2 separate regions of the Ovis aries genome follow, and region 1 is linked to region 2. The links are chromatin contacts, called in public Hi-C maps. All regions are on one chromosome and are shown on one strand. Each heading gives the region's core, a stretch centred on a gene start, on an enhancer-like site or on the middle of the called end of the contact. The rest is flanking DNA. Distances are from core to core; before and after follow the strand shown. Region 1 has its middle 80 kb from the start of TRNAC-ACA. Region 2 has its middle 40 kb from the start of TRNAG-CCC.

Region 1 (4,462 bases), core at 814-3,313, 470 kb before region 2:
TAGGTTGGTCGTAACTTTCACTTCATGGTAAATAAATGGGAAAACAATGGAAACAGTGACAGACTTTATTTTCTTGGGCTCCAAAATCACTGCAGATTGTTATTGTAGCCATGAAATTAAAAGATGCTTGCTCCTTGGAAGAAAAGCTATGACAAACCTAGACAGCATATTAAAAAGTTGAGACATTACTTTGCTGACAAAGGTCCATATATTCAAAGCTACGGTTTTTCCAGCTGTCCTGTATGGATGTGAGAGTTGGACCATAAAGAAAGCTGACTGCCGAAGAATTGATGCTTTTGAACTGTGGTATTGGAGAAGACTCTTGAGAGTCCCTTGGACTGAACAGAGATCAAATCAGTCCATCCTAAAGAAAATTAGTCCTGAATATTTGTTGGAAGGACTGATGTTGAAGCTGAAGCTCCAATACTTTGGCCCCCTGATGCGAAGAACTGACTGATTGGAAAAGATCCTGATGCTGGGAAAGATTGAAGGCAGAAGGAGAAGGGGCCGACAGAGGATGAGATGGTTGGATGGCATCACCGACTCAATGGACATGAGTTTGAGTAGGCTCCAGGAGTTGGTGATGGACAGGGAAGCCTGGCGTGCTGTAGTCCATGGGGTCGCAAAGAGTCAGACACAACTGAACAACTGAACTGAGAGAACCTCTGGTGAATGTTCTGCAGTGCATAGATACATGGAGAGACTCACTCATGTAGACCATTCAATTGGATCCTTGAGTTCCCAGCCAAAATAAAATCTGTCCGCTTATGGCATCCAGGTGGCACATTTTTCTCATCATGAAAAATTTTGGCATTTTGAATTTATATTATCCTTCCTTCTAAGATTTTGGAGCTGACTTTTCGCACAACTGCAAATAAACGTGCAGAGGAATTCTCTAACTCCTTTCCATAGGTTTGTTTTTTTCATAGAGATTCTCATGTTCAGTTCTAATTCCTGCCAATCAAGCATTTCTAATGCAAATACCCAAGGAATTGTAGGGCATAATGACCAACTTTTACATAAGGACCTGTTTACTCTTGTCACTTCATAGAAGTTAAATGGCACCAGGGCCAAAGGGTGGGGTTAACAGTAATGTACCTGATCATGAAAGAAAAAAATGAGTTCTCAAGTAGCACACATTAAGACACTATCTTTATATATAAAAACTTGACTTAAAAATTGTTTTTAAATGTTTTTTTGGCATCAGGCCCTTAGGGTGCAGTGTTACAGTAAAAACCCAAGAGCTAAAACACAGTCGTGTTTACTCTCCTATAATTGCCTTGAATTGCAAATAAAGGATTGCAGCAAGGTAATATGAGGGAGGAAATTCCTTCTTTGTTAAAGATTTAAGAGTGCAGGTAGGGTGGAAATGAACTGATAAGTCTCATGTGTATCTGAATAAGCAAGAAAGGTGTGCAAGAGAGAATTGTTAAAGGACCTTCCAATTATGATCAGGATAAAGGCCCATTCAGCAAAGCAGTCTCATCTGGCTTCTAGTGATATCAGTCTGCATAATGGAAATAATAAGTTAAGGTCATGAGATTGTTGGAGTCTCTTGTGAATATTAGACTTATTTCCTCAGTGAGTCAGAGTTAGAATGTCAGAGAGATCAATTTATGTGAATACAATTAATACGGTAATTAAGAAGTAGAGACAGCTCAAGAGGATATTGCCTGATAATTAATAACCAGCTGGAAAGGATGAGGATCCTAGGAAACAGTGAATTAAATAAAGATTGGCATGGAGAATTTCCATCAATAAGATATGGGCTATTGTTTAAGGCAGCTGGGGTTAGTATCTGCTGCCATCTGCTTAAAAAAATAAAACTCAGATTAAACAGGGCTTCTTGGAATTTTATGGCTTATAATTTTATGTCCAATAATTTTACATTCTAGAGAGCCCAAAGAATGGAGGCCAGAAATAAGGAGAAGGTAAAGGGTGGCACAATGTCCTACATGAAAATAGCGCCTGGCCTAGAGTGAGGGTCAGGGTTCTACTCTCATCTCTGCTAGAGATTAGCTGCACAGTCTGAAACAAAGTACTTCCCGTTCAGGTCTCCACTTCATTAGCCAACCAGGGTGACTGAACTCTATGACCTCGGCAATTTCTTGCAGCTCTGAAACCTGAATTATAGACACAGCTCCTTAACAATGACAGCCACAAAAAGCTGAAATATGAACACTCAGGCCAGAACCAGGGGTGGTAATTGTTGGCTGAGGGTGTTGAATAGGCACCAAGAGGTACTGAAGACCCAGATTTTAAAGAAAAAGGAAAAAAATTGAAAAGGAAAATATAAAAATAGTCCCATTTTCTGAAGTCATGTGTTTGAAAACAAGCATGAGAAATAAAGTGTGGGACTGTGGTTTATTTCTCTTTGCAACTCCTGATACTTGTAAGCAGATAATTTACTGCTGTAAGGGGTCTAGCTATCAACAAAATGCCCCTTGTTATGAAAAATAACATAAACCATTCACCTCAAAGTTCAATCTGCTCCGTGACAAGGTTCTCTGGAAACCAAAGCTTAAAAATCCAGGAACTTTTTCAACTACAGAGTCTTTGCTAACCAGATACTCCTCAGTTAGGTGAACAGTTCTTTGAAGATGGGTATAAAACATCTCTTGAATACAAAGAAAGCAAGAAAACAGACAGCTGCCTGTCTGCCTGGACCACAGTATATCTCCTGTGCGTGCGTGCCAAGTCCCTTGTTATCCCCCAGGCTGGAGGCTGCTGCACGTGTGGGGAGATGGGAAGAAATTAAACGTCTCAATACCAGACCCTTCCCCAGGGTCTTCAATAGCTTGCTCTTCTCAGAAAGCTCAATAGCTTCAATGTTTGCTCTTCTCAGAAAGCACCCAGGTGCCAGTAGAACTTGCTAAGGATGAGTAGCAAGGTCAGTTTTCTTAGGCGAAATGAGTCACTTTGCAGATGGCACCAGGCACCTTGCAAAGCACGTATATGCAAAGAAGGGCCCAGGTTAGGGTTGAGAGGGATGAGGGACAGGCTGCGAGGCAGGGGGAAGCTGACTGTTCACACCCATGCAAATGACCACGGGAGTTTTGGGTACCATCTGTCAAGGCTGCCTCCTCTCCCAGACTCCCCACACAGCCTGCCTGCCTCTGTAGCACCCTCAAGTTCACCTGGGGGCCTCTCAAATATGCCACTGAAGTATGCTAACCCAACTCCAAAGTCCTACTTGCATCTTTCTTTTCCAAGCAGAGCACTGGGGCATGCTTTGCCTGGTGGTGTACATTCCAAGAGCAGACACCCAAATAAACCAGGGCAGAAAAGTCCCCCTTTGACTTCCTTCTAAGGGGCCTGCACTCCAGAGGGGAGCCCATTCGTTCAGGTCCCCAAGCAATGAAAAGGTCATTTTAGCAGTTTATTTGGAGAGGTGAGACATCATATCATCGCAGCACACAGAAATAATTATAATCGACCTGAAGTCACTGAGAAAAGCAGCCAAGATAAATGTAGCTAAATTCAGTCAGCAGGACATCTCTATCTCATGCATAGATTTTTCTTTATGGCTCAAGTGTTTGATGTTGTGGAGAGAATAGTTAAGCTGGGATTTGGATCTAGGTTGTAGTTCAAGCCATTAGCCACTTGCACGAGGTGGGCAGTTCACCTCCTTGGGACTCACTTTTCTTACCTGTAAAGTGAGGACACTGTGATCTTTAAAATTCCTCCTAGTGTCAATTAATGGCCCAAATAATCTTGGACTGCGATTTTAAGAGGGCTGAAGGGCTGGATGTCCCAGCCTGATCAGGAATTTCAAAACAAGCACACAGTCTGGGCAGTCTCTGCAAATTACTCCCCAGTGTGACATTCTGAGCATGAGAAAGGAACAAGACTAATGTGTAAGAACTTACAATACTGTTTCATTAGCTTGCAGATGCTAACGTAGTCGGCTGTTATCTACTGAAGCCATAGGCACTGGACAATGTCTGGGGACATTTTTGATTGTCTCCTCTGGGGTGAAGTGGGTGGTGAGGGATGAGGGTTCCACTGACAGGACAGCCCCCACCCCAAAAAAGGATGATCTGGTTACAAATGCATGAATACTGAGGTCGGGCTCTGTGTATACAATTCGGGGCAGGTAGCTGAGCTGGGAGACTGGGAGGTAACCTGGAGAGGCAGGTTGTGACCTCTCCCCTCAACCAGGTTGTGGCCATGTGAGGATGAGGGCCTCCTGTTGCCAAGCCTTCCCATTCCTCCAACGTCATAAATCTAGACTTTTGCTGAACTCATCTGGTTTTCAATACTGATGATGACTAATTCAGTTCTTTCAAAATACCACAACTCCACAATACCAGGGCTCCAAAATCACTGCGGATGGTGACTGCAGCCATGAAATTAAAAGACGCTTGCTCCTTGGAAGAAAAGCTATGACCAACCTAGACAGCATGTTAAAAAACAGAGACATTACTTTGCTAAAAAAAGGTCGGTCTAGTCAAAGCTATGG
Region 2 (4,432 bases), core at 1,675-4,174:
GAGGAGGGGAAACCTGTAAATACAGGCACAAATATCACGTTTTCTTGAGAGAGAACTTCCTCATGTTTCTAACACTCCTTGAAGACAGAAAAGGACAGAGAGGAATTCTTGACCACTCTCAGCAAAAGAAAGAAACAGGACTATACATGGAAGATAGGGTCTAACAAAAGAAACTAGAAGTCAAAACCAATCGAGGCTCTACTTTAACTTATATTTCAGTTTTTTAACAAGTTTATTGCTGATTTACTCCTAGCTTTGGTTTATTTCAATATATAGGCTGAAACATTATATCGCATTACCCACTAAACAGTCTGATCTATGATACAAACAGTAATACTCGAATTTGTAAAATATACTTCCTATAGAGTTTTCTGAATAATCTCTTCTAACAAAAATATTGTGACAGTCTTTGATTTTATTCGAAACTAAGGGAATCAGCTTTGGGTGATTTTTAATCTGGTTTTTTTTTTTTTTTTTTTTCGTGATCTCTTTCCCAATGACAGGGAGATCTTAGCTCTCAGAAAAAGAAAAGTGAGTGGGTGGGGAATGAAAAAGGATGGCAGGCCCCGGGCTGGTTTCTAAGCATCGTGCATATAAGCGGTTGCTACACAGGTTTCCAGATCGTGATTTGATTCTCAGGGGCCAGAGCTGTGTGTGTTCCACAAAAGGCCCTTTGAAAAAACTCCTTTCCCTTCCTGGTCTGACAAAGCCCTCAGCGACTGACCTTTGAGGGGCAGACACGTTGGTCTCTGCTCTCCCAAGAAGGACGGTGAGCCACACTCATCTGCCTGGGACCCGCTGCCTACTTCCTCCATTATATTTAGCTCTTCGGTTATTTTCCTAATGAGCTGTCTGTTTGCCTCCAGCCTCCCAGCCAGAAAATGAATGTGTGCAGATCATACACTGAGTCCCCAGGGCTCGGGACCTGCAAGGACCTGTTCTATACATTTTGAAACCCACCCACTCCAGAGCCCATGCTGGGTCTTCACTTTCCTCTCTTTGCCCTGTGACTGGACTGGGACCCTGCTCTCTCCGCGCACCTACGCTCTCTCAGATGACCATCTCCATAGCTGCCCCTTCCCACCTTGCCAGGTAGGCCAAGGTAGCTTAACAGGAAGACTGAGCGTGCGCTTGGGACAGTAGCGATCCAAAGAGCAAGTAAGAATTCAAAGTGTTTTCACCAATCGGGAAGTTACCATAAGAGAATCTTTTATATTTACGTTGTAGCTTTGCACAGGCTTTGTTTTGAATTATATATGCTAGGGGAGAATGAATCTTAATGTTTTTGATTTGTGGGAACTCCACAGGCATCACCATGCCCTGCTCTCTAACATCTGACAGGCTGGTTTTCAGCCACCAGTGAAACCTCCATCCACAGCTGATGTGACCCAGGGAGTGAATCCTGCTGGAAGCAGGGACGTGTTGGACCTCAATCTGCCTTAAGATGCACTATTTGGCTCCTCTGGTTCCACCATTCCACGCAACAACCCAAGGAAACTACAGTACGTTCAGTCTTTAAAGCCAAATGATACTTTTAGTGGTGGTGGTCTGCAATCTATTTTCAAGGAGTTGATGAACATCAAAATAAACCAGGTTATCTCTTCACACATGTAAAACGGTGCATGACTCTTCTCTCTCCTGTCTCCTGAAAGACTTATGTGCATATTTTAATTAGGTCCCCCAAGACCCAATACATAAAATGGACATTGATTTTTTTTTTTTTAATTTTAAGACCTAGGAGATGCTATGTAACCAAGCTCTCCCTAAACCTGGAAAAGCAGTTCACACACTAAAGTGGAAAAGCCCACCATCTCTGTGTCCATGAATGTGAACTTGGATGGGCAGCAGCTGCTGTTGTTAAGTAGTTCTCTGCTCAAGGCAACACCAAAGGATGAAATAAATCTGGAAAAGATTTGGGCTTGATTTAGTAGCTATTGGGCTTCCCTGGTGGTTCAGAGGTTAAAGCGTCTGCCTCCAATGTGGGAGACCCAGGTTCAATCCCTGGGTCAGGAAGATCCCCTGGAGAAGGAAATGGTAACTCACTCCAGTATTCTTGCCTGGAGAACCCCATGGACACAGGAGCCTGGTGGGCTACAGTCCACAGGGTCGCAGAGTCGGACAGGACTGAGCAACTTCACTAGTAGCTATTAGATATTGTCAAATACTTGTGAGCATTTGATTTTAGAATGCTTGGATATGGTATGTCAATACATAAATTTGCACAGAAAATAAACCAGGTGGAGACTGCACCTCTTTCAGAGGACTCAAAGCAGCATTCCTTAAACAACGAAAAATCCGCTACATTGTCCGGAGCATTTAAAAGCTAGTGTAGGTTTTTAATTTGAATTTAAAAATAGTTTGGGCTTCCCTGTGGCTCAGACAGTAAAGCATCTGCCTCGCAATGCAGGAGACCTGGGTTCCATACCTGGGTCGGGAAGATCCCCTGGAGAAGGAAATGGCAACCCACTCCAGTACTCTTGCCTGGAAAATTCCATGGATGGAAGAGCCTGGTGGGCTACAGTCCATGGAGTTGCAAAGAGTTGGACACGACTGAACGACTTCACTTTCACTTTTCCCTTTCCTTCACTTTTGAAAAAAATATAAAAACTGTATACAGAAGATCTAATGATGTGATTCGCAGTGAGAATTTCCAGATGGTATTTTCAGAGCTCACACGACCAATCCCTCCCCTCACCCCCGACACCCCACCTCTAGCTAGCCTCCCCCTCATTACTCCACGCTGGGCAGAGACAAAGGGACGGAAGGTGCAAGTCAAGTTGATATGATGTGCCTGCTTCTCCTCCAGCCCTGACAGGAGGAACCATGAGGCTAGGATTTGGTAAACATGACAGTCTTGCTCAAGGCTCTAGGGACGGGAAACTCAAGCCCTGGCAGAGGCCAAAACGCCTCCCAGTTTCCAAAAGTGGACAGTCAGGCCATGTTTGAGCCCCGGGACCCAGCCCCACCACAGTAAGCCTGGATGGCCACACTGTGGCCACATCAAAGCAAAACACCAGCAATTTCAGGGACGTCTCCCCTGCAAGTTTCGGATGGAAATGCAAGTGGGAGGAGAGGCTGTGACGGCCCCAACCTCTTACCCTCCGGGTCTTGGTCGTCTCAGCCTCTCCAGGACAAACTGCCCCACTCTGTGGTTTGGGGCTGGCTTGTAGAGACAAAGAGTGTGTTGAGCCTCACACAGCAGACGGAGTGGCAAATCTCACTGATCACCGCTTCCCTTAAAGACTCCCCTCCCACGCCCCTTATGGAAAAGCCCTCCAGAGAAAAATCAATCCCCCGGCCTTTAAATCTGCCTTCTGCCCGAGTCAGAGGTTGCCAAGCATGGAGCCTTACGGGGACTCCTATCACAAAGCAAACAGGGCCCGAGCGGCCGGAAGGAGAGAGCTGCTCTTTAAAAGCTTTTAAATGCTGTTATATTTTGAAAGCCACTTACTGGAGAGGTGAGTTATTTTCTACTCCTCCTTCCCCAGAAGCACAGCCATTAAGGTTACCTGGAAACCTGTCCAGGAAGCATGTGGCAAAATAACCACCAGGCAACAGAAACATCCGGATCGGTCGTCTAACAGGAGATGGTATCGGCAAGGTCACATTTGGGCAGAGGAGGAAGAGGAAACGTCACTCGTTGGCAGGCCCTGGCTATACTGGGGGATGGTTCACATGTACATGTGGGAAGGGAGGGCCTTGTTCTGAGCTTGGCTGGGAGGGCACCTGGTTGATTTAAGTTGGAAACAAGGAGATCTGAGATCAGATCATACTGAAGACTGCCCCGTGGAAGGAAGAGCCACAAGGAGAATAAAAAGGTACTTCGCTGGTGCCACTAGTGGTAAAGAACTTGCCTGCCAGTACAGGAAATACAAGAGACACAGGTTCAGTCCCTGGATTGGGAAGGTCCCCTGGAGGAGGGCATGGCAACCCACTCCAGTATTCTTGCCTAGACAATCCCCATGGACAGAGGAGCCTGGGGGGCTACTGTCCATGGGGTCACAAAGAGTCAGACACGACTGAGCGGCTAAACAACAACAGCAAACCTTTTGGAGATGTGGTGGACACAGAGAATGACCCAAGAACACTGCTTTTCAAGTTCCTAGAGCAAAATGATACAGCGTGAAGGAGTATCTATGGGCGGGGGGTGGGGGGTGGGGCGGGGATAAGAAGATTTCATAATGAAGGTGATCTTGAAGAGTCTTGGACAGCAAAGAAGATGGGAGAAGAGATGGGGGGGGTTGGTGGTGGCTGATATGGTGCATTAGCTGGACCCGTGTGCTATGGACATGAAGCAAAATAACCAGGAGATGAGTTGATAGAATGGAAAAAGTACAGTGTTGATTTGAATGTTCTGGGCTGAATGATTGTAGGGGTAGGAAGGGGAGATGACTCCTCTGTCTCGTCATAACCTTAGCTCCAGACTCTTAAA

Evidence for each region. A called contact is a pair of places that touch in the nucleus more often than the background predicts.
Region 1: a Hi-C map of liver shows a contact between it and region 2, with 5 times the contacts expected there. The contact joins two enhancer-like sites. A contact is called at or near these places in 3 of 16 Hi-C or Micro-C datasets (blood and liver).

What each region holds. Positions count from the first base shown.
Region 1 is chr5:93,293,437-93,297,898 of ARS-UI_Ramb_v3.0, reverse strand. No RefSeq gene overlaps it. Among named protein-coding and RNA genes, the nearest start is that of TRNAC-ACA, 80 kb to the right of the region's middle. Within about 2 kb of position 2,063, at least 5 of the 54 cell types and tissues checked have an H3K27ac peak or open chromatin away from gene starts, as enhancers often do. A contact at or near this core is called in liver, where this site is marked.
Region 2 is chr5:92,820,548-92,824,979 of ARS-UI_Ramb_v3.0, reverse strand. No RefSeq gene overlaps it. Among named protein-coding and RNA genes, the nearest start is that of TRNAG-CCC, 40 kb to the right of the region's middle. Within about 2 kb of position 2,924, at least 6 of the 54 cell types and tissues checked have an H3K27ac peak or open chromatin away from gene starts, as enhancers often do. A contact at or near this core is called in liver, where this site is marked.